Linked DNA regions of Mus musculus: regions 2, 3, 4, 5 and 6 are each linked to region 1. A link is a contact called in public promoter capture Hi-C data. All regions are on one chromosome and are shown on one strand. The core of a region is the stretch at or near the end of the contact, and the rest is flanking DNA. Distances in the headings are between cores, read along the strand shown.

The links. Promoter capture Hi-C pulls out the DNA fragments that hold promoters and counts their contacts.
Region 2: a promoter capture Hi-C map of liver shows a contact between it and region 1, with 7 times the contacts expected there. The contact joins the promoter of Ahsa2 here to the promoter of Sertad2 in region 1. A contact is called at or near these places in 5 of 39 promoter capture datasets (the 3T3-L1 cell line, the C10 cell line, cranial neural crest and 2 more) and 1 of 9 other capture datasets (adipose tissue).
Region 3: a promoter capture Hi-C map of pre-B cells shows a contact between it and region 1, with 8 times the contacts expected there. The contact joins the promoter of Etaa1os here to the promoter of Sertad2 in region 1. A contact is called at or near these places in 1 of 39 promoter capture datasets (pre-B cells) and 1 of 115 datasets of contacts at active chromatin or transcription factors (astrocytes).
Region 4: a contact with region 1 is called in a promoter capture Hi-C map of liver, with 4 times the contacts expected there. The contact joins the promoter of Fam161a here to the promoter of Sertad2 in region 1. A contact is called at or near these places in 2 of 39 promoter capture datasets (liver and pre-B cells).
Region 5: a contact with region 1 is called in a promoter capture Hi-C map of pre-B cells, with 6 times the contacts expected there. The contact joins the promoter of Cct4 here to the promoter of Sertad2 in region 1. A contact is called at or near these places in 5 of 39 promoter capture datasets (hippocampal neurons, liver, neutrophils and 1 more).
Region 6: a promoter capture Hi-C map of pre-B cells shows a contact between it and region 1, with 4 times the contacts expected there. The contact joins the promoter of B3gnt2 here to the promoter of Sertad2 in region 1. A contact is called at or near these places in 3 of 39 promoter capture datasets (the C10 cell line, liver and pre-B cells).

The regions. Positions count from the first base shown.
Region 1 is chr11:20,629,832-20,633,731 of GRCm38.p6, reverse strand. Sertad2 (SERTA domain containing 2) reads right to left here and starts at 1,755. Exons shown (of 2, transcript NM_001038625.1): 1 at 1,459-1,755.
Region 2 is chr11:23,495,963-23,499,862 of GRCm38.p6, reverse strand. It overlaps Ahsa2 (AHA1, activator of heat shock protein ATPase 2), which reads left to right and starts at 1,824. Exons shown (of 9, transcript NM_172391.4): 1 at 1,824-2,088; 2 at 2,982-3,172. The coding sequence starts at 2,009. It overlaps 1700030C12Rik (RIKEN cDNA 1700030C12 gene), which reads right to left and starts at 2,102. Exons shown (of 3, transcript NR_166706.1): 1 at 1,952-2,102; 2 at 1,278-1,401; 3 at 200-477.
Region 3 is chr11:17,951,807-17,955,706 of GRCm38.p6, reverse strand. Etaa1os (Ewing tumor-associated antigen 1, opposite strand) reads right to left here and starts at 1,737. Exons shown (of 3, transcript NR_131915.1): 1 at 1,622-1,737. It overlaps Etaa1 (Ewing tumor-associated antigen 1), which reads left to right and starts at 1,832. Exons shown (of 6, transcript NM_026576.4): 1 at 1,832-2,144; 2 at 3,004-3,129; 3 at 3,379-3,455. The coding sequence starts at 1,913.
Region 4 is chr11:23,006,246-23,010,145 of GRCm38.p6, reverse strand. It overlaps Fam161a (family with sequence similarity 161, member A), which reads right to left and starts at 1,799. Exons shown (of 5, transcript NM_001363283.1): 1 at 1,520-1,799.
Region 5 is chr11:22,988,765-22,992,664 of GRCm38.p6, reverse strand. It overlaps Cct4 (chaperonin containing Tcp1, subunit 4 (delta)), which reads right to left and starts at 2,072. Exons shown (of 14, transcript NM_009837.1): 1 at 1,785-2,072. The coding sequence starts at 1,911.
Region 6 is chr11:22,858,045-22,861,944 of GRCm38.p6, reverse strand. B3gnt2 (UDP-GlcNAc:betaGal beta-1,3-N-acetylglucosaminyltransferase 2) reads left to right here and starts at 2,210. Exons shown (of 2, transcript NM_016888.5): 1 at 2,210-2,451.

The DNA.
Region 1 (3,900 bases), core at 506-3,005:
CTAACCTGAACACAATCACTGGATGGCCCTGAGTTCACTGTGTAGACCAAGCTAGTCTTGAGTTCCTACAGATCCACTAGTGCTAGGATTGTAAGTGTATGCCAGCACAACCCAGGCCAGCAATGTGTATTTTCAAATAAAGGAAATTTTTATAAAATTATCAGGAAAGTAAAGATCCACAATTATTCTTGCTCATGCCAGAGTTGAAATCTTAATAACTTCACCCTCAAATCGGGATACTATGATATTAAAGGGCTCTGGTGAAGTAGCCACTGGGTAAGCAACTAACCCAGCAGCAGACCCAGGGCTCTCTGGTGTGGAGCCTTCCAGGAGGTTAAGTGGAGCCCAGGCCCACCTCATTCCTGCCAGTCACAAAAATTACAAAAAGCAATTCTGAACAGTTAGGGCCTGGGCCATCCTACTGGTGACTACAACCTCCAGGCCCTTTTCCATAGGTTCTGAACACTTCTTAACAAATACTAGGAATTCAAAAGCACGTTTCAAGAACAAAGCTTGAAAACAACGACTGTTCCTGAAAGCCAGCTAGGGTTTGACTGATTCTACTTAAATAAAATCTGCCGTTTCTGAGTCTGTCCCTGCTGACTGCCCTCCACTCAGTGCCTGCAAAACCGACTTTCTACTCCTGAAACTACCTAGATGCGAGCAAAAAGTTATTCTAAAACAGTCTCACTGCTTTGCGAAACTTACAATTCAATTTTCAACTCTACTGATTTGCTACCATTCCGGCTAAAGCTAAGACAATTTATAGTTAAGAAAAATATGAACAATTCAGTACTTTCTCTCGACGCAATGGTCCTCTGAAGTGCCCAGTGTCAATGGTACAAAGTCTACGCGTCGGGACAGCTGGCTCCCCTCAGCACCGCCCCCCCTCTGCCCCGTCATAGGCGGTTAACACCAAGATGACTTGTAGATTTCTAATTTAAAAACCAGGAAGGCATTAAGTTTAATAAACATTTGGATCCAAAATCAATTCACTTGGGCACGGAAGAAAAGAGGGTGAAGAGAACTGTTTTAACGCAAAACCACCGGGAAACTCTCGAAACACAATATAGCAAGTTGGATGCAAACCCAGACACGGAACTCAAAAGTGAAGCAGCCTCCCTGCCAGCAACCGGAATCTTTAAAAAAAAAAAAAAGTCTCGCACGTTCTCAGCACCAGAGCCACCACAGCGAGCGCGCGCGCGCGCGCACACACACACACACACACACTCACACACACACACACACACCAGCTGTGACGGCAAAAGCTCCGGGCCCCTGCCGCCCGGACCCCGCCCCAGGTCGTGACAGTCGGGGTCTCCAGGCGGCCAGCGGGTGCTCCCCAACCTGCCCGGTCCGGCCTCCGCTGCCTTGGGCTCCCGCCTGGCCCAGCCCAGCACCGCCCCTCGCCCGCCGGAGCCCAACCCCGGGGAGCCTCCAGCTCGGCCCGGAACTCACCACAAGCAGGTCCACCAGGAGCTAACGCATCGGAGGGGTTTCCGCCCACCCCTCAAGCTATGCCCGCTCCATGCGGGGCGCCCCCGCCGCGGGGCCGACGGTAGCAGGGAGCTCGGCGAGGCCGGAGCTACGACTCCGGCGTCCTCTGCTTGCGAGTCGGGAACATTATACAATGGTGGAGGCGGCGGGCAGCCTGGAGGAAGCAGGAGGCGGGCGGAGTGGACGCCCGGGCCGAGAGAGGTACAGCTCGTGCTCCAGCACTCGCCGTGCGGGAGTGACGTCCGCCTGCGAGCCTCTGGCGAGCTCCGGCCAGGCCCCGTAGGCCCCACCCCCTGCCTGGCCGGGCCCCGCCCCACCAGCCCCGCCCCTGCAGTATAGGCCCCACCCTGCCCCTCCCACCTCCTACTATAGGTCCCGCCCACCCGTGCCTTCAGGTCCAGATCTCCGTAGGCCCCGCCTCCAGCCGGTCCGGACCCGCCTCAGCTTCGCAGGGCCCGCCCCGGGCCCGCCCAAGTGCCATAAATGCAGATTCCCTCAGGGTGAACTCTCAGGAAGCGGCGGACAGACACCAAGCTTATGCAGCCTCTTCTGTGGACTGAAAGCTAAATAGGAGAGGTAGAAATGGGAGCGCCCAAGCCGGACCGCCACTACTACCACTAATGGCCCCCACATACTGGAAAACAGACATGACAGAGTGGGTGATGACAAAGACGGCAGCGCTGGCACAGTCCGCAGAGGAGCGCGACCACAAATATGACAGGCATCCGAGCTATTTGGCCACTTGGGCCGGCTGGCGGGAGGATAGGGTCCACCAATGGCCCTCGGAGATATGGGAATGGGGGGAGGGGCCAAGGGCTCCGTGTGGAGCTGACGACAGAAGTTGAAATGAGTCACCAACTAGTACCTTTGGAGTCGGTCGGACATACCAGAGTTGCATCCTTTATGGAGACCATGCAGCCAACCAGAGGGAGACCACGCTTGGAGAACACAGGGAACTGGAGGCGTGGTCCTCTGCCCACAAGTTTCACGCTGATAGCCTTATCTTTCCCATTTAAAAAACAAAAAACAAAAAACCCCAAAACAACAAAAAATCCTTAATGTTTTTAACTACTCAAACTTAGCAAGGAGCTTTATATTGTCCTTAGTATTAGCATGTGCCTAAGTGGTTCGAATTTAAGAGAACTAAGAGGCCAGGGACAGCTCAACAGGAACATTTATCATTACCTTTAAAATGGCATATGCATTCTACATAAAGATATTACAAAAGAAATTCAGGCACTTTAAAATTTTGGCTGCCACTCCAATCAATAATTTCTCTTCAGACCACTTTGCTGTTTAATGGTCCATGACACTAGTTGTATTTAAGGACAATAAAGCTTTAAGACCTAACATAAAGGTCTTAAACATCAAGACAAATTTATTCCAACTCAAACTGTTCTGTAATGATTTGTTATCAATCGAGTTGATGATCCTATCAAAATTAAATATGAGCCATCACCAGTTGTAGGACCCCTACACTAGGTAGGAAGAGGCAGGCAGATCTCTCTTAGTTCAAGGTCAGCCTGGTCTACATAGGCAGTTGTAGGCCAGCCAGGACTAAATAGTGAGAATGTGTCTCTAATAATTATAATAATTATTATTATGATGTGTGCTAAACGGTAAAGGAGACAATGTCAGGTTTTATTAATTAGAGAAGTAAAAAGGTTTTTGTTGTTGTTGCTGTTTGTTTTTAGCAAATCCTTGGCATTATCAAAATCTCATATACATGTTTCATGAGGTATAACCAATATCAGCTAATTGTATATCTCTCTGGCAAGTCATTATAATAGCACAAAATGGCATCGCATAGAGTATGAGGTCTTGCTCAGTGGCATAAACTTTCACACATTTTGCTGGAGAGCCAAGATGGTTTTCATTTCTAGAGTTCTGCATTTGGAGACAGCACTAACCCCTCCTGGCTCTAATTACCCACTCACTTAGACTTTGAGTGCTCACTTTAAGAAACCGCCATTGAAATAGTAGCTACAATAATCTTCCTGTGATGTCTTTGTGGGAGGCCAGAGGTATTTAGTTCTGTTGAATTTAAAATGAATTGAAACTGTTATTCATGAATTGAAGTTTGCAAAAAGACACAGAATTTTATGACACTTGGATATTTTTTAACAAATGGCTACCCAAATACAGTGTTCCTGCACAAAAGGAAAGCCAAAATTAAAATAACATCTTAGTGTGTCAACAGAACGAACACATGTTGTCTGAAGTCTATGTTCTATGTATGCTTACCTAAAAGTCTGAGTTCTGAGGAAAGCAGCCCAGAGTTGCTTCTGGGGTGAGATATCGCACAGTTCTATTTTTGAAGACTTAGAGGCTTATCAGTGCATGAGTTACAATTTCACTTAACCAACTTCTAGAATCTGGTATATCTGACCAATTAGTCAAAGT
Region 2 (3,900 bases), core at 575-3,074, 2.9 Mb before region 1:
CTCACAATAATAGACGAAACAAAGAATCTAAAAGCGCCTGGCGTGGTGGCGCACGCCTTTAATCCCAGCACTCAGGAGGCAGAGGCAGGCAGATTTCTGAGTTTGAGGCCGGCTTGGTCTACAGAGTGAGTTCCAGGTCAGCCAGGACTACACAGAGAAACCCTGTCTTGAAAAACCAAAAAAAAAAAAAAACTAAAAGCACAATTATCAAGCCCATGTTTTGGAGAAGGACACAAATTCAGTCTGTTTACACCAAACAATTACAGTTTAAGGGTACACCCCTCTGCCTCCCACCAGCACCCAGTGAGCCTCGTGTGACTCCACTTTTCATGTCCTGAAATCATGGCTTCCTTCCCACTGCAGCCCACTGTCCAGGTCATCTCTCTTCCATCTGTGGCTGGACTTCTTCCCCTTTGATCAGCTGTCTTCAGACTCACTGCCAGGCAAGGATTTTCTTTTTCCATTGTTTTATCATTTCTTGAAAATTAAAGAAAGCTTCAATTAACTTTGGACATCTGAAATTGCTTAAATGTCTCAATTATTGTTATGGTCTATAAATGCCCCCCCCAGGGGGTGTGGGAACACCATGGTTTTGTTCACTAGCTATTGACCCAGTACTTTTTCTAGGACAGTTTCTTTCGGGGCCACCTTCCCCACTCTTTTACTTTTTCCATTGTTTCTTTCCCATTTTTGCAATGTCTTATTGGAGGTCATTTTTAAATCGCAGATCTGAAGAGTGCTTCAGGGTCCATTGGTCTCCTAGACTCACAATCGAGTTACATTCCAGTAAATTTATTTCTACTGGGAGTAGTTCTTGTATATTTTGGTATTTATACATTTTAGTGATTGTAGCAGCTTCTACCCTCAGAAGTCTTATTTTCTGTCAGGTTCAAATGAACATATCTAAATCTTATCATGAAATGTTTTATCAGGAGCAAACAGAAGAACTGGATGAAAAGTAGGCACACAAAGTACACGCCAATCATCGCTAGAGTCTTGCCTTCTGTCAGCTGTGCCTTTGGTATGATCAGTTGAACTAACAATGCCGTTTGATTTGGGGGGGGGGGTCACAGCATTGCTTCAGCAGTTTGAATGATGTAACTTCTCGAAGAACACATCGAAATGCAATAGCTCCAATAAACACCATAGCCCTTTCAGCTTGTTTTGCTGATAAGCAGACCACTGAATGGCAAGTGCACAGAGCAGCCAGGTCCTTCCCCATCTCCCATTGAACTACCTATTTTATTTGTTAAAATAATCTCCTAAGAAACACTTTCCAGATGGTGGCTTCAGTTTTTGCTAGAAGGTGAAAAACGATGGAAAGAATTAATAAACCCTTATTGTAACTGTATCCACAATCCCAGGCACTTGCAAGCACGATCTTTTGTCTCTAGAGGATCACTGCATGGAAAAAAAAAAAGCATTCTTTCAGTAAACCCTCGCGGGCCTCTGCTTAGGGACCTGCGCAGCTCCCATCCCAAGGGCCTCAGAAAATGGACAACCCGCTCTGGTACGAGCCCTGGGCGGAGTCTCGGTCGTTCGTAGAAAGCCCTGGCCAGAAGCCTCGCTGGGCAGCAGGAGCCAGCGGCAAGAACAAGGCGAACCAGGGGTTACAAAGCGGAGGGCTAGGGCCAGGGCGGAGCCTTAGGACCGGGGGGCGGGGCGAAGTCGGGGAGGAGCCTAGCAGAAGACAGCGCCAGGAGGCATAGGGCGGGGTCTTAGGGCAGAGAGGCGGGGCGAAGTCGGGGGTGGGGTGGGGGAGAAGCCTGCAGAGGGCGGCGCCCAGAGGTGTGGCATATTGGGGGCGTAACCGGGCTTGGGGCAGAGTCGATGTGGGGTGGAGCTGGCTGCGGGGAGCGGACAGCGGGGGGCGGGGCAGGCTGTGGCCGGGGCGGCCCGGGGCGGGGACTTCTGGCACTTTCTGGGAGCTGCGGGCGATCGGCTCACAGACCTTCTGGCCGGAAACCCGCGCGCTCCCGCTACCAGGGCCGTCGTCGTCAGCGCCGCCATGGCCAAGTGGGGCCAGGGGGACCCGCGCTGGATCGTGGAGGAGCGGGAGGACGGGACCAACGTGAACAACTGGCACTGGTGCGGTGGGCCCCGGGCGCGAGCAGGCGGGCGGGCTCCTGGGAGGGCCGCGCGGCGCCGCAGCACGGCTGCCCGTGGCGGGAGACGGTTCCTAACTGCGCTGGTCCTACGGCTTCAGGCTCCTCCTGAAGTTGGGCGAGCTCCAGAAGGGACTTCTGTCTCACCCTACCGGACAGCTGTGCCTCGGTCGCCCCTCACCCAGCCATCCTCGGCCTTGAGATGCGTAGTGCGCGTGCGTGCGCCGACGGTGCTGTGTCCGTGTGCAGTAGGAAGGCAGGGACTTGGATCTCACTTTCTTTGCTTTGTCTCAGTTTGCACTAGTTATCTGCCCCCCTTTGTGTCTCAGGAATACCGGGAGATGTCTGCCTCTTTGGCGGGCATTGGGGAAAGCTGAGGGAAGCAGAGCCCAGACTGCACCATAAGATGACTTAGCTGTCCTGAAAGAATTATGTTCTAGGCTGGATTCTATGATTAGGACACTGACGTCTCAGGCTGCTCTTTGTCCCCTTAGATGAGAACATTAGAGAGAATGCATAAGATAAATATGGAAATGCCAGATAACTGATATTGTGGTTAAGGCTATTTAAATGACTACCACCGTTACAGGTGGCCGCAGCTTAGCCAATCCATTTCCTGGGGTGGAGATTGCTGGACCCTTTTCCCCGGGGCCATTGTTTTTAAGATTACCCATTATTATATGGTGAATAATAGTGTCTTAAGAAACTGAGCAACAGGCTTAGAAGATACCTAGTAGAAACCTCGTCAGAGAAGCACATTTGCGAGTTGGAGGCTGCTTGAATACCAGGACTCACCTGGTCTGGGTTTGGATGGCATCCTGGCTGCTCAGATGGAGACCAGCTGGGCCATTCACCTGTCTTTCTATTCTCTGGCAGGACAGAGCGGGATGCCACCATTTGGTCCAAGGGGAAGCTCCGAGAGCTCCTGGTTGGCATTGCTATGGAGAATGAGGCTGGCCGATGTGAGATCAGTGAGTTGAAACAGGTGGAAGGTGAGGCTTCATGTAACAGCCGCAAAGGGAAGCTTATTTTCTTCTATGAGTGGAACATCAAGCTGGCCTGGAAAGGTAATGGGGGTCCTGGCAAGAGGCAGGTTGGGGACACCCTGTGTACAGTCTTAACGTTTAGTAGCAGTAGCTGATGTTCGGATGTGCTTGGTGTTGCTATGTTCTGAAAGCTGCACTTCACTACTCTAGATGCCTGAGGGGCAGTTCTTTCTCAGTTAAGCCCTTTTACCAGCATCTGTGACTAGGGCCTTAATGCAGCTGCCACCTGCCACCCTTCCTCCACAGATGCCTGCTTCCCTTAAAAATGTTTAATTATTTCAAAACTTAAAAAATTATTTCTGTGTGTGTGCGCACATACTTGGGTGTCGTAGCACGTGTAGAAGGCAGAGTTGGTTGGTAGCAAGTGCTTTTGCCTCTTGCTAGCTTATCTTTGTTGTCTTAATTCTATTATGTGTGTGGGCATGTGTGCCATGGTGGGCATGTGAGGTGCAAGGACACAGGAATTTAATTCAAGTCACTAGGCCCCAGCAGTAAGTTCCTTATCCATTGAGCCATCTTGTCAGCCCTCCCTTGGGGACTTTATCCTAAGATTGGGTTCTTTGGACAATCCATATAGATAGAATCCTGTCATACATAAAACTCTCTGCTTTCATTCCACCTTGTACCATGTTTTAGTACTTTATGCTGTTTTTATGTGCATTGTGTGGACAGAGCACATTTTATCTCTTTACCTGTTGATGGACCTTTTTGTTCATAGTTGTCTTGACTTTACCAAGACACGTGGTACT
Region 3 (3,900 bases), core at 488-2,987, 2.7 Mb after region 1:
TGATTCATATCGATGTAAATTATATATAATCCATATATATAATACACATATAAATGTACTTTTTCAGTTATCATTTGTATTTTCTGAGATAAGATCACTCAATATAACCCAGGTGGCCTCAAACTCTCAATCCTCCTGCTTCTGCCCTCTGCATGCTGGGAGGATTGCACATATGAGCTACCATTCCATCTGGCTATACTGTTTATCTCCCATAGTCCTTCCTCATTATTTAAATGGCTTTTATTTGTATTATACAAAGCCTGTACTTAGGTGTAAGTCAGTGCTTCCACCTAAGCACTTTATCTGTCCCATCCATTTATTTGTCTGTCCCTTCACCGCTAGAACATTGTTGTAAGTCTTAACCACTCTCCTGACATTTGGGTGAGATTCAGCTTCATTATGCTTCAAGAGATCAAGAAATTTCTTGTCTCTTTTTCCTTTTTCATTCCATGTCTTAGAGTAAAGGTATCCTCCCTTTGCACAGGCATGTGCCTCCCGCTCTGAGACTAAGGGCATCAGCACTGACTATACACCAGTTTGGGAAGAATTGACTCTTTAACAGTAGTGAGTGACACAGACCACAAACACAGCATAGCCCTTTTTATTTTGGCCTTCAATTTATTTCTAAGGTGTTTTATAGTTCTCTCTGTAGAGTTGGCACTCTTTTGTTTTACTATTTATCGCAAATCATATTCTTTAAAAACTTAGAATTTGGTTTATTACTAATCTATTAAAGCACAATTAACCTCCGAGTTTCACTTTATTTGGGGCATGGAAGAAGGCACAACTACGCTGATGATTCTGTTCAGGACCTAGACCTGTGGTCCTAGCACTGACAAGCTTGAGACAGGAAGACCAGGAGTTCACAGCGAGACTGCATTAAATAAGGAGGCAGGGCACACATAAGACACTGTCTGAAAAACAAAAAGACAGACACACTTCATGATAAGGAAACTGGAGTGTTACAGATATAAAACCAAATAATCTTTATGGCTATCTTTAGTGCCCTAAGTAGCCATTAAGGACCCAGCTGTCAGGATTGGCATCCTGAAGGCTAGCAGGTAAAAACTTTGGAATGCACTGTTACCAGATCACTAACTTCCATCAACGAAAGGATGGGTCTCATAAATTATATCCTTACCTAAAGCCTATGGACGAATCATCTCCTGCTTTGCTGTAACCCACCTACTACCTGTTGTCCCCAACAAAGCGCCTGGCAAATGCTTTGTTTTTTGTTCTGTGACTGTTAAAGTCTGTGCGATTGCTTTTATATTGAAACATGTTTTTAGGCCAACCTGAATCAATGCTCCCTGGCCATGGAAATTATTACTTGATTCAAAATAAACACTATTTTATTCCTACTAAGATGACAGCTCTGTTTTGCATGTACAGTTTCCAGCGACTGTTAGTTTATTAAATTAATACGTTTTCCTACATTTTGGAGCTACGCACATAACAGAACATCTATGAACTATTGCGTTTATTACCTCCTAAACTATAGTCTTTATTTTCTCATATTATCGAATAACACACCATCATTTGAATCTTAGAAATAATCAATTAAATTTTAAATTCAATAAGAATCTGTCATTGTATATGAACTCTTTACTGTCTCACATACCAAGTTCCTGTCACAGATCCAGAAAAGGGTCCTGCAGTTCCTGCTAAGTTGGACGAGTCTGATGGTAGACCTCAGAAAACTCCTGTTTCCTCAGCCCTGGCCGCAGCCTTCTAACCCCGCCCCTCACACTGACGCAGCCAATCCGCACCATGCGTAGTAACCCGCCCCTAGACGGAGGCAGCCAATTAGAAGCAGCGTATTTTGCGCGCCCGACTTGCAAAGATGGCGCTGCACGGTGGCGCGCGGGCTCTCTGTCGAGCAGTTGCCCTGCTCCGCTGTAGCAAAATGTGAATGCAGCTGAAGGACGGTGGCACGGGAATGAGTCGGCGAAGGAAGCATGCGGACAGCCCTGCCCGGAGGAGCACGCCGCACAGGGCGGCTGCTAAGAACTGCCGCCCGGCGGCAGAGCCGTGGCTGCGGGAGTCCAGGGCGGCCTGCAGCTCCCAGCTCCGCCGGGCGGGAACGCGGTCTGCGCGGCGGGCGCAGCGGCAGGCAGCGGCTGACGGCGGGCGCAGTCCCCGGGGTGAGGAGAGGGCGGGGAGCGGAGCCTGGCGGTGCAGACCGGGCGGGAGGCCTGGGGCTGCAGAGCCGAGTCCGGTAAACCGGGCCTTTTCTGAACGTCTGGTTGTGGGCGGGGCCTGTGCCGTGGACTGTGTTCCGGAAACTGGGCACCTACGCTGGTTGTTGTTGTTTTCCTCGCTGTTTTGTTTTGCAAAAAGGGCCACCTCAGAAACCGTAGTGTGCTCCCGGAACTTGCTAGGTGTAACATCCGGTTAGCCCAGCAAACCGATGGCGCGTTCATTTCTGTAAACTTGGAGTTAAGAGATATCTATCCCAATAAGGACCAAACTCATAACCTCTATCCTAGGGTGTGTCCGTAAAATACAATGTCTGTTACCTTGCTTGTTTCTGCTATGAATAAAACGAGGCTGGGAAAGAAAAATAACATTGTAAACCTTCAAGTGATTCTAGACAGAGCTTCCCTAGAAACAAATCACTATTGGTTTTGGGGTGTATGGAGTAAAAAAAAAATTGGGTCGAGTTTACAGGAGGGGCCTTGTGAGAGTTTAGCTTGGCTTTCTGTTTGGATGCATTTCCTGTACATCTGCTGACGTCATGGAGGTACCTAAAGCCTGGTGATAGTAATTCAGTGATCAGATGGTATCATTCCTGGGCCTATGGAATTTTCAAAGAACACTTCCTAACTACAGTGCTAAACTTATGAAGTATTAAGATATTATTTTCATTGAAACATTTCTATTGTGGTTAAAGTAACTGTCTTTAGGAGACAAGCTTTGTATTGGACATGAAAATTAATTGTTTGACTTTAGCTTTTATGAAGTAACGTAACACTTAGAAGCAATGATTGTCATCTTATGCAGGAAAGGAGACGCCAGTACAAATCGTGAAAATGGATTTATTATCCTGTACCTTCAGTTCTCCAAATGATCCAGATGGACAAACTGATATCTTCTGGGATCAAAATTCTCCAATGACAAAGCAGTTAGGTAATCTGTTGTTATTTTTATGTGGGTAGGTGCTTGAAGAATTATTGTCGGTAAAATTTTAGTCTGGTAACATCATAATACAACGGTTTTGGGTTTTTTGTTTTGTTTTTTAGAACCTCATGTGTGATTTTTCTGTCTGATTCTAGGGTGGAGTCATTAAGTTGTACTGATTACAATTGTTTCCTAAAAAGTGACAACTGATTTTAGAATTCTTGGTCTAAAATTCATAGAAATGTCTTGTTTCTTTAGGTAAAGGAAGAAAAAAGCAGATTTCCAGTGCATACAGTGATGAGATTTCACATATTGTTAACCGTATTGCTCCTCAGGTAAGTATGGCAAATCTCATAGTTTATCAAACAGCAAAGATTGTATGTGGTGTACTTGCGTGGTTCTTTCATATGTAAAGTAACATGTTTATAGAGCAACCAAGGTTACATTTGGCTTTTCTGACTGCATGCCTTGAAAAAAGGAACAAACTGTAGAATGTGCAATATGGTCATATATCATAATCCATGGGAGATGGTTTCATGACCCCTTTGGATAACCAAATCTCCTGATTGTGAAGTTCTTTGCATAAAGTGGTGTGGTTTTGTATGGTACCCTGTGTGTGGCTGTCTCTCCTTTTCTTCATTTATTCTTTCATTCATGTGATAATGCTGAAACTCAAACTTGGGGACTCACTTTTACTGGGCCTGTGCTCTGCCACAAAGCTAGCCTCCATTCCTTCCCAATTGTTTAAGTCATCTCTAGGTTATTTATTCCTTAAATAAT
Region 4 (3,900 bases), core at 550-3,049, 2.4 Mb before region 1:
CAGCACATAGAAGAAAACGGCTTCTGACCCGGGTCCAAGCTCTTGCCTTCCCTGGCATTTCACCTTCTGTAACCTATGACAGGCTGTGTTGAATGATTATCAGGTATAAACCAGTCCTAGGGTTCTGAACCTCATAGCTGGTTAGGCTCTGCTTCACTCTACATAACCTTGAAACATTTGCTACAGGCCAGGCCTGGGGCCCCATACGCTTAATCCCATTACTTGGAAGGTGGAGGCAGGAGGATCAGGAGTTTAAGGTCATCCTTAGCCACAAATAGCAAATTTGAGGCAATCCTGGACCAAAGGAGTCACTGTCTAAAATAAAACAAAAAAGCCGAGGATGTAGCTGTTGGTACACCACTTGCCTAGCAAGCACAAACCCTTCGGCCCACCCCAGCACTGCTAAGGAACAGGGTGTCGAGGGAGCGAGTGCCCGTCCTGGTGCTTTATCCCAGCAGAGTGCTGGTTTAAGTCCAAGGTTCCCGGCTTTTAAAGTGAATAAAAGCTGGGCGTTTTTATTACACACCTTTAAACTCAGGAAGCAGAGGTAGGCAGAGCTCTGTGTGTTTGAGGCCAGCCTGGACTACACAGAGTGAGTTCCAGAACAGCCAGGCTATGTCTCAGAAAACAAACAAAAATTTAAAAGGATGCTAAGATGTTTTAACTGTTAAGAGCACTTGCTGCTCTTGCAGGGGACCTGGGCTTGATTCCCAGCATCCATATGGTAGCTCACAACTCTCAGTAACTCCCAAGGCACACATTCATACACATAAATCTAAAAACAAACACACAAAATGAATAGAACAGATGAAGGAGAGGGGGTGGTTACATTCAAAATATACTGTATGAAATTTTTAAAGAATAAAAGCATTGCTGGAGAGATGGCTTAGTGGTTATAAGTACTGGTTGCTTTTCCAGAGGTAGAGATTATGTGTGTGTGTGTATAATCTCCTCCTCCATATATATCCTTCTGCTAGAAACATATAACACATCCAGGACATAATACTGAAAATGTTTTGTGAAAAGATCTCACTGCACCCATATCATCCCTTTAGGGAACTGGGATTTCGGCGGTTTGTTTATCTGGATGCTTCTCTACATCTGGAGCATCTGTCCACTGAACTTCAAACACGGTTTGCTAATGGACTGCTAAAATCCACTCCTAACAAAAACTGATAAAACACACTTGTCAGTACAACTTATCATCTGAAAGTTGATCTTTTATGAAAACTATGGGCACATCAGTTGTCTTCGGGGGGGGGGGGGGCAAAAATAAATGTAAAAATCAGAACTAAAAAATTATTTATTCCCAAGATATACTGGAGAATAAATAGGAAGTAGAGTTCTGTTCTTTGCATACTCTAGAAATAGCTATAAAAAAACCACTCTCCAATAAAGTTTTGCAGCAACCTTTAGTTGGGGCAGAGAGCAGGGAGGGTCTACAGAGGACACCGCATTTCCACCCGTCCTGCCCGAGACGATCGGACAGCCCTCAGACCCCTCCGGGCTCTCACATTACCGACGCCCGCATCTGCCACACTTTCTTCTGTTCCTCCTCCTCCATGGCCGCCGCCAACCCCGCTGCTACCAAGGACTCTAAGGAGTCTTCGCTTTCGTACTGGGCGACCCTTGCTCCGGTGATGGGATTTGCAGACAGGAGAAGGCTGGCTGCCGCCAGTCTGGCCTCCTGGTGCGGCGAAGCCATCGCCCCGCCTCCAAGCCCAAGCGCCCGCGCCCGCCCAGGGCGGCGTGCAGGCGCTGCCACCTAGCTCACAGATCCTGGCTTGGGGCGAGCGGTTACTAGGGGCTCGGTTACTAGGGACGCTACAGGAGGTGGCGACGGACCATAACGCACGCAACGTCCTTTTTCACTGTCACAAATGCGAACCCCGAGTCCAGCTAGTGTCTAATGATGGTTTCTGATACAAGCCTGCGGTTTCTAGAAGCATAACTGTCTGAAGCTACACAAACGACTACCACAGCAAGCTAAAGTAAAACGCAATCTTCAAGCTAATTGCTCAATGGGAGTCTCACCAGCGCCGGAACAATTACTGATTCACTTGAATGACACCCAGGTCTCCGGCAAGGGACTGAGCTTTTCTCTGGTTTCTAGCTTTATTTCTGTCTAACTACCTAAACGAGAACTTCTCGCGGTATACGGACTTAAAGCAGAAAGCGCGTTTTAACTAGCTGGATCAACATATTAGGGCACAGAGGGACAGGAAGGACCGGGTGTTGGGTGACCATCCCAAGAAAAGAACAGGCTTTGCAGCGCGCTATTCAACATGGCGGAGAACCCAGTTCATCTCTAATTGACAAGAACCAGCGGGTTGACCAATCAGAAGGAGAATACTTATTTGTCCCACCCTCTTTTTTCTCGACTGACCAGTAAGACACTAGACATAGGAAGTGTCTGTCACTCAGACCAGTGAGTGAGATGTGGTAGCTTGTCTAGCGGTTCTGCAGCTAGCTTAGCGGCAGATTAGAGGGGGCGAGAGCCTACAAGGACCACACCCTCCCAGCTCAGCCCTGCCAACCTCCTGATCGGCCTCAGGTTTTTGGCCACTTTGGATGCTTTTTCAGTGAACTCTCAGCCACCTGCAGCATAACACTTTACTTAGAACCCCAGCTAGCGCCCCTGTCCCCACCCTAAGGTTCCAGTACTTTCCACGTTATGCGGCACACCTTCCACAGAACCTGTTTCTGACGCAGTTGTTACCACCCCTTCCTTGTTCCCCTCTGCGAAGCACCTATCACCTTACCTTCCCTGCCTCCTGTTTCAAAACGGTTGAGCTTGCCTTTTCCAACGGAACTGATGATGGATACTGGTTGGTTCTGAAAAGCTAGATGTGGGGAGGGATCCATAGCCATCTGAATGAGAGAATAGTGACTTTCTGCCAGCCACATGCAACTAGTTCTGTGATGGGACTTGGTGTAAACAAGACCTATTGACAGACTGAAGCCCTGTAAGTGGGATGGTTTTAGGAACATGAAATAGTAAATAATGGATATGAAGGACATCAGTGTGTACATAGAATAGGAAAGTTTCGGCTGACAGTATTCTAAATTTGCAGATATCTATTAACACAGCTTTTAAAAAAAAGGTAGATCTGAAAGAAAATGGCACCATTAAAGTGCTTTTGCAGGCCAGCCAGTGGTGGCGTATGCCTTTAATCTTAGCACTTGGGAGGCAGAGGCCGAGGCCAGCGGATTTCTGACTTGGAGGTCTACAGAGTGAGTTCCAAGACAGCCAGGGCTGTCTTGAAAAACAACAAAAAAATTGTAATATACAAGATAGTGAAATGAATAATTATGAATTCTGACAAAAATGAATGCCCATGGAATCACAGGACAGATACACAGAGAAAACGAACAAACGTATATACCAGTTGATACTTGAGTATATACTTGAGTGTGATGAGAAGCAAGCACCAAAGATGTTAGAATTGCTTGTTAGTAGTACTGGGAGAGGTTCTTGCAAACACGGATACTATTCTACTGAAAGCTTTAGCTTCTTGTTAGCCTGTAAAGAACACAGAGGATACATACTCTCAAGCTCTTTCTCCATCAGTTTCTTAACTATCAAGTTTTTAGCATTTGCATTGGCTGATTTCAAGGTTTGATCCCTAGTTACTGAAAAAATAATAATCTGAACAAGAAAATTGGCATTTGTGAAAAAGGAAAATGAAGGCAAGTTCTGCCATCCAAGAACTTGGAATCTCTTTAGGTAATCTGAATGCTGATGCCTCAATTAAATCCAAAATAAAATCCCTGTGATGGTGCTAGGAGGCAGGGCCTTCAGGAAGTTAACTAAGGGGCTCCACCCTCTACAAAGGGTCCATGGCTTTAGTTCTTTGATGATGCAGATTTCCCAGAAGGATCTTGTAGATTTTATCAACT
Region 5 (3,900 bases), core at 823-3,322, 2.4 Mb before region 1:
ACACAAGCTAATGACTGTAAAATGATTTACACAAAACCACCAGTATTTTCTGTCTGTGAAATCTCCCTCACCATTAGCAAGTAATATTGTCTTTATTTGAGAGGGATGGATAATTGCAAAATGAACTCAACTCAAATTGTATCTGGAAGAAACCTTTCTCACTTTCTAGAATTCTGTTTTGACTTGGAAAAACTAGTTTGCCCTTTGCTCCTTTAGTAACTAGATAGCTTTACAGGCAATTTGGGTAACCAATCCTGCCTACGTGCATGGCTCCTTCTGTCCTTTTTAATTTTTGTGCACCCTTCCTTTGAAAAGTAACTGTTCTGGACAGTTTATGTGAACTTGACCCAAGCCAAAGTGATCTCAGAGGCGGTAACTCCTCAAATTAAGAAAAAGTCAGTTAAAACGGAGTTGTAGGCAAGTCTATAGGGAATGTTCTTGACTAGAGATTGAGGGGGAAGGGCTCAATCCTTTGTGGGTGGGTCCATCCCCGGGCTAGTGGTCCTGGGTTCATAAGAAAGCAGGTTGAGGGGCTGAAGGGATGGCTCAGCAGATGGATAAAAGATGGCTGCTCTTCCAGAGGCCCTGAGATCAACTCCCAGCACCCACAACCACATATAAACACAGTTCTATGGGATCCAATGCCTTCTGGTGTACAAATATACATACAGACAAAACACCCATATACATAAATTAATAACTAAATCCACATAACCTGTGTTTTCACAATAATAGAAACCCTAGCTAAGATGGTTGCCTGAAGTAAACTCATTTCTTAATAGAGTGTACACTCTCTTGGTCACTCATCTGACTCTAGAATTCATCTTTCAACATCCCAATGACTCCACTACCACAAACGTAATTAATGAACTCAATAAACTTCCAGGTGTCAGGTATTCACTCCAAACTTCCAAAAGACTCTCACATGGAGCACCTGGTCAGCTTGGCGTCTCCAACTCCTTAAGGCCCATCCTGCGCACACACCTCACAGCACCAACACATTCCAGTCACCTGGACTGGTGACTGCAGTACTTGTCAGGTTTACTTCATACACTTTCACATTTAATCCTCCCAGCAACCCTGCAAATCAACTGTCACCTCACCCAACTTACAGCTGCACTGCGAAGTCAAGAGTTTCTTGGATCCTAGGACCTTCAGAAGATAAAACAACACCCCGTCCACTTCCCAAATCATGCATCTTTGTCTCCAACCCAAATAAACCCTGGCAGTATCTCTTAAGGCTTTGTTGCTTTAGACGTCAGACGCGTCAAATAGCACATACTGAGAATAAAACTCGGCCTGTCTGGTTTTCACCACGTGCTTTTACAACCCTATGTCGCCCACCTGCCAGTTTAAGGGAATTTATAGTGACTATCCGATTAGTACTACGGAGCCAAAGAACGTTCATAAGTTAAATGAACTTTTTTTGAAAATGTTGAAAAAGTAAAATGAATTTTATTTGAAAGCTCAAAATACTGTGTCGTCTACCACTAGGTTTGATAAACAGCCAAGCTTTAGTTCTTAAGAGTCAGATCTCAAGGATCATTGCTTTCAGTATTTTAAACGGCTGTCTGCGCCAATGTGACCAACACCGCCCATGCCTGCAGGAGACGAACTAAGGAGCTCGGCGTCCCACAATGGGGCGTGTCCGAGGCCTCCACGCTCCGAGTGCTTAGCAGAAAGCTGCAAACGAGACCACCTTGAAGGAACACAACCCACCCAGGGCCAAGGTCACAGCGAGGCTGGGCCGTTCCGCCGGAGGCGGGCCGGCGACCGGGTGATACCTTTGGCCGCGGAAATATTGCTGAAGCGGATCTGGGCTGGCTTGTCGCGGTCCTGGTAGGCGCTTTTCCCGCGGCTGCCGGGCCCGGCGGTGGGCGCCCCGCTTCGGGAAGCTACGTTCTCCGGCATGGCGACCTTGGTGGCGTCTGCGCGGGTTCAGGAGGACGGATGGACACGGATTCCGGCTTGCTGTGGAGTAACGGTCTCCCTGACCGCCTCCTCCACGAACCTTCCAGAAAGCGACGCCGGGAGAGAAGGCGGAAGCCGAGCAAGGGGCCTGCTGGAGAGCCGGCGCGGGTGTGACGTCAGGGGCTGTCTGCCGCACGCCGGCTGCGCAGCTTGCGCGCGGAGATGTGGCTACGGACTGTCCACCCCTCCCTGTGCCTGAGATGGAGCGGGAGGTTTTATAGGCGTGGCTGTGGCCGTTCTAGATGGACCCGAGCCTTTAGCTTCTGCTAGTGCTGTTGAGGAAGCTGTGACAGCTCTGGCTTTGTTCCGGAGTGGGTGTGGTGCAACCGGCCTTTTACGGACATCCATGTCTAAATTCCAAATTCTATTCCTAGTTTATTCACTTTGTAAAGGTGTTGGAGGAGAGATGTGCCATGAATAGTTTCCTCCCTTTTGTATATATTTTGACTGCCTAGGGATTTAAATACACTAGTTAGACGGCACAGAATCGTAATAGTTGTGGGGCGGTGACTGCCTATCAAATCCAGTCTGCCTTCTAGTTAAGACCTCTTCCATAAACATAACCACTGACTCTTAGGGAACATAAACATTCTAATAACTGATTAATAGTTATCTGCTGAGCAAAGTGTGAAATCTTTACACTCTTTACCCCCCCCACCCCACCCCCACACTAATCCTCATAATCCCATGAAATAGGTGTCATCGTCTAGACTTAAAGGATGATGAAGCTAAAGCCCAAGGTCAACCAGTAAGGCAGTGGAAGCCAGTACAGAGCCAGGACTCTGTCCTTAGGTAAACTTCCAAGGTTTCTATAATCATGATCATTGACCACCAGAGTTTATATAGGTAATACTCATTCAGTGGTAGTTCACAGTTAATAATTGAGAGCCATAAGGTGCCAGATGCCTGCGGTAGGTTAACGAACAATTGTTTCATGGACTTAGTCCTGTAATTATGAGAAGCATTTACATTCATTCACTCTATTAAGACTAAGATGAACTTTTCAAGCCTCCCCTTGGGGGACACGTCTTTTTCAAAGACCAGTTTACCCCTCCCTCGAAGCACACAAATATTCTATGGTTGTTGAGACAGCTGACTTATATGAAGAGAACAGGTACTGGTACTGTGGTGATTTGAGATGTCTCCCCTAGTTTTAGACATTCAAATACTTGGTCCCCAGTGGGTAGCTCTGATTGGAGAAGCTTAGGAGGTGTAGCCTTGCTGGAGTAAGTATATCACTGGAGGCTGAGTTTGTTTCAAAAGCTACCAGCCAGTTTGTGCTCTGCTTCCTCTTCACAATATGAGATGTGAGCTCTCCCTTCTCCATGCCTACCTGTTGTGAAGCTTCCCTGCTGTGCTTCCCAGTGATCATGAAGTCCTAGAACCATAAAACCCCTCAAAACTCTTCCCTCTATAAATTGCCTTCCTTGTGGTTGTGGTGTGTTTTTTGTTTGTTTGTTTGTTTTTGTTATAAGGTTTCACTGTGTAGCTTTGACTGTCCTGAAACTAACTCTCTGTAGACCTCAAACTCCCAGTGATCCTCCTGCCTCTGCCTCCCAAAAAGTTTGGACTAAAGGCTGGTGAGACCACCACCCGGCATGGTCATGGAGTTTTATCACAGCAACAGAGAAATAACTAACGCAAGTACTCTGACTTCTCCTGCTCTTAAAAGCAGGAGACAAAACAGCGATCTGAAAGAGACCTTCACTGTGCCTGCAGGAAGACATGCTTCTCCCCGGGGAAAGGGATGAAAGAGGTGCAAGCCAATCTCTGCTGTCTGTCGTGCTGGGGAGCTGAATTCACTGCCCACCCAGGGCAGAACCTCATGCACTGACGTCGCAGGGAATTCTTTTTTTTTTTTCTGTAATAGTTGGATTTATCTATGGTTCCATGGCTGAACAGCTTGGGTGGACTGTCTGTATAGTTTGC
Region 6 (3,900 bases), core at 961-3,460, 2.2 Mb before region 1:
CTCTTTCCTCAGTTTCCCTTTATGAACTGTCGGCCAAACCAACCCTCTCTTCTTCAGCTGCTTTTGGTCATGGTGTTTTACCACAGCAATAGAAAAACTAAGCACTTTTCCTGGACTCCTCAAAATGGTCCTACCTTCTTACAGTTCTTTTGGTCTATATCTTAATTGTAATGAAATAGTTTTAATTTATTTAATTATTAAGCACTTCTTTGGTCGTCTGCGCCTGGGTTGGACAGCACATTTGTTGAATGTATTATCTCTGCCTTTCGATGATGAATCCCTCATAACCTAAGAGTAAGCAGGACAGCTAAGTGGGTGTGGAATCCAACACTTGAGTTATTTCCCCAAAGTCACACTGGAAGCTGGATGGAACATTTCCAGCTGCACTCAATGGCACCAAGGAGAAAACGCCTTTAAAAAAAAAAAAGACAAAAACAAAACTACATGGCCTGGGCAGCTTTTGGCAGCTCTGAAAGACTCAAGCTTTCTTTCCCTGTTGCTTGCCAGCTGACTTTACTCAAAACTTCTTGCCTAGCAATCCTTGAAAGCATGTCTGTGGCTTCGGAGAGCCATTTAAGGGGGAAATACAATAACAAAATGCCCACCAAGAATCCAGCTTTGTCTCGTCACAACGTTTAAATATCAATACGGCAGTCTGCAGTTAATCAAGTACACAGACCTAACTTCTAATTTGCTTCTTTTATTGGCTTTCTGAATTATAAATATAATCGTGGGAAAAAATTCCTCAGAGTCAAGAAAAGCATACAATTTCTCTTCCTTTCTTGTTCAGAGTGACAGTGGTTAACAGTTTATGTGAACATATAAAAATCCAAGTTGTTGTTGTTGTTTGGGAACGTAGTGACAAACATAAGAACAGATCGGTCTGCAGATTGTCAATCTTAACATTTCCAGAACCACTGACTCAGAATTCCTTCTTGTGGATGACCGTACACACGTGGCTCTGCGCTCAACCCAAACAACTCGCACTTACTTCTTTCTGCGGCTGTAAGTAAGACTTCGTGGTCTTGGTCGAGCTGGCTGAAATTCAATCTCCAGCGCTCGAAAGTCAATGGCATCCCTTTGACTAACTCCATCTGACAGCCTTCTGAAAAAAAAAAAAAAAAAAAAAAAAAGCAAACAGGTGTAGAGTGTTAACTTCTCAGTGTGATTATCTCCAGAGGGTCGACCGAAGGCCTTAGCAATAAGAATGGAGGGGAGAGGAAGCAGCTTCCAAGCGCGTCCCAGGTTGTGGGGACCAGGCTCTAGGTTCGGTGTTGAGGGCGTGCCGACTCGGCCGGCCCACCCAGCTCTACAAACTAGAGCAACTTCTCCATCCGGTCTCCCCGGCTTTTTCCTGGGCCTCACCTTGGCACGTAGCGCTCTGGGGAGCCTGGGGAGGCGCTGGGTTGGGGGTGGGGGACCGTTCCGGGTCCCGCGTGATCCATGCTTGGGTGTGGTTGGTGCTCAGTCCAGCGGCATCACGGGGGTTCAGCGTTCAGATGTCTTGCTAAGCCCAACTTCTGAAGTCGCCGAGCGAACTCCGCACCCAGCGCCTCCCGCATCTTGCATTCTTGACTTCCTGAGACCCGAGTGGAACCACGTGGAGACCTCATCGTGTCTTTGATGGCTTCATAACCTGAAGGTCCGAAGAGGCCAGATAGGCACCACCCTCAGGCCTTGGGCATCTATCTAGGTGGCTGCCGCTACTATGTACGCTGAGAGCAAAGGTCAGGTGCACTTGGGTTTCCCTCTTCTCACCTCCCCTCGTGGATCCCGCTCACAAGCCACTCGGAGCCGTCTAGACTTAGCTACATGCCAGTGCTGGCTGGCAAATTCTCACCAAGCGCCACGCCCTGGTAGCTGAAGAGTTTACACTAGACCCTGGATCTCAGCAGGGTTTGGGACTCAAGTCTCAGCTGTTTTTCTGGGGGAGGCTACTTCCTGGCGGAGCGGGGGAGACTGTAATCTTTGGACACCGCGCGCTCCAGTGAAGCCTTAGGTTTTCTCAGTGCTACGAGGGGCGGAGAGCTCGGGAAGGGCCCGGGGGCGCAGTCCCAGCGGGACCTGGGCGCCAACTGGCGGGAGGGTTCGAGTTCGGCCTTTCCCAAACTTGGGCCACGGGGCGGGAGCGCGGCCTTCCCGGCGGTGACGCGCGCGGTGGCGCGGCGTGTGATTGGAGAATCGGGCGGGGGCGGGACCGAAGGGACGCGGCAGGGGGCGGCGGTGCCAGGAGCCGGGGCCGAGAGTAAGGCTCAGCGGCCGCCGCGGCAACAAGTGCTGGAGCTGAGGCGAGCCGGAGCCGCCCAGACCCCGCCGGGCCGCCCGTCCGCGCATTGCGCATGGAGCGAGAGCGGCGGCGGTCGCGGGGCTGAGCCGCAAGAGCGGCTGGGACGTGGATGCGGCCGCGGTCTTCCGCCCCGCCCCGCCGAGCTGGAGGTGTCCCTAGACAAGGTAGGGCCGGGTGGGTGGGCACCGGCCCTGCATCCCCGCCCCGCCGCGCTAGTTCCGGCCGGTGTGGGCGCCCCGCGCTCTCGCCGCTCTTCTGTGGCTCCTGCGTTGTCTGCGCATACGTTCCATCGGGTTCCCCTCACCGCTCCCAGTCTCACTTTCCTGGCCTCCGCACATCATTTCCCTGGCCTCCTCACCTCCCGGATATCCTCACCGGTCTCCGTTCTCCTGTCCGGCTTCCTCACCTCCTGGTCCTTCTCCCCTCCTTTACAGCCTCCTCACCTTCTCCCCAGTCTCCCGGCCTCCACCTCCTTCCTGACCTTCTCACCTGCTCGACCTCCGCTCTTCCTGCACCCACAGGGAGAGGGCAGCGACACCCTGAGCCGCGCTGTACCCCGCGCACGAGGTGCGGGCCTGGGCGGCGGGGGAGCGTCGCGGGCGGTGTTCTGCCCCGCCCGCGCACTGCGCTGGTCTAGGGTGCCGCAGGGGCAGATCAGGTGTTTGTGAGCCGCTGGCTGCCGCTTTTCACCCCCATCCGCTGGCACTGTTATCTTCGGGTCCCCAAAGACTGGTTTCTGTGAAACTTCAGGAGAACCTTTCGCGTTGACCTCTAAAAAATATTCCACGCCGCCCGCGTTGAATGATTAACTAGACTCAGGACTGCCTGGGGAGCTGGCCCTGCGACTGGCAGGTGGGCGCACCTGAGGGGCTGGGACCCTTCTGGGGACGTAACACCTAGCACCTGCTCAAATGCACTCGCCTAGGGTCCTCTGAGCTCCCGGGTCTTGTGTGGGAAGGAAGCTCTGAAGACTCCTCTCTAGTGTCATAGTGCGTGCGAGGTCATCTTGAAAAGTAATGCACACTTGGGTAACCTGGGCTGGCCCCATGTTCGCTCCTGCCCCAAATACAGGGTGGCTGGCCTTCGCTCCCCTGCCCACTGTGGTCTCCCAACTTGACTGCTTCAAACGATTAAACCTGTTCTTCTGCCCCCTCCGCTCCCCGCCAAGCCGTAGCTTTTTCCAGGTTTCGAAGCCAATGGGTGAAAATGGGCTTCGTGTTATTACAGGTTCTTCCAGGGTACTTCTTTGTGCCTCGGAAAGTGATGGGATGGTTAATGAGAGGGCCACTGGACCTGAGTGGAGCTAGGAGGGCGGGACCGGGGCCCAGCCGTAGCGCACTTCTGTGGGGTTTGGACCGCGCACTTGATAGGGGACCGGCTCAGGGGCAGGCCGGTCACTTCCCTCCTGTTCTAGTCCAACTTCTGTTTCTTTTGAATAGAGATTATGAAAGCTGATGGAACCCCGGGGAGTTTTTACGCCGGTCCTAGAGCTCTTTATACGGTTAGGTTTTAAGACCAAAGAAGTGTGCGGGAGCCCTGTAGAACTCGCCCGAATAATTTCCGGCCTTTGCAGTGTGTACAGATATGTTTATCAGCAGATCTGCTTGGAACTC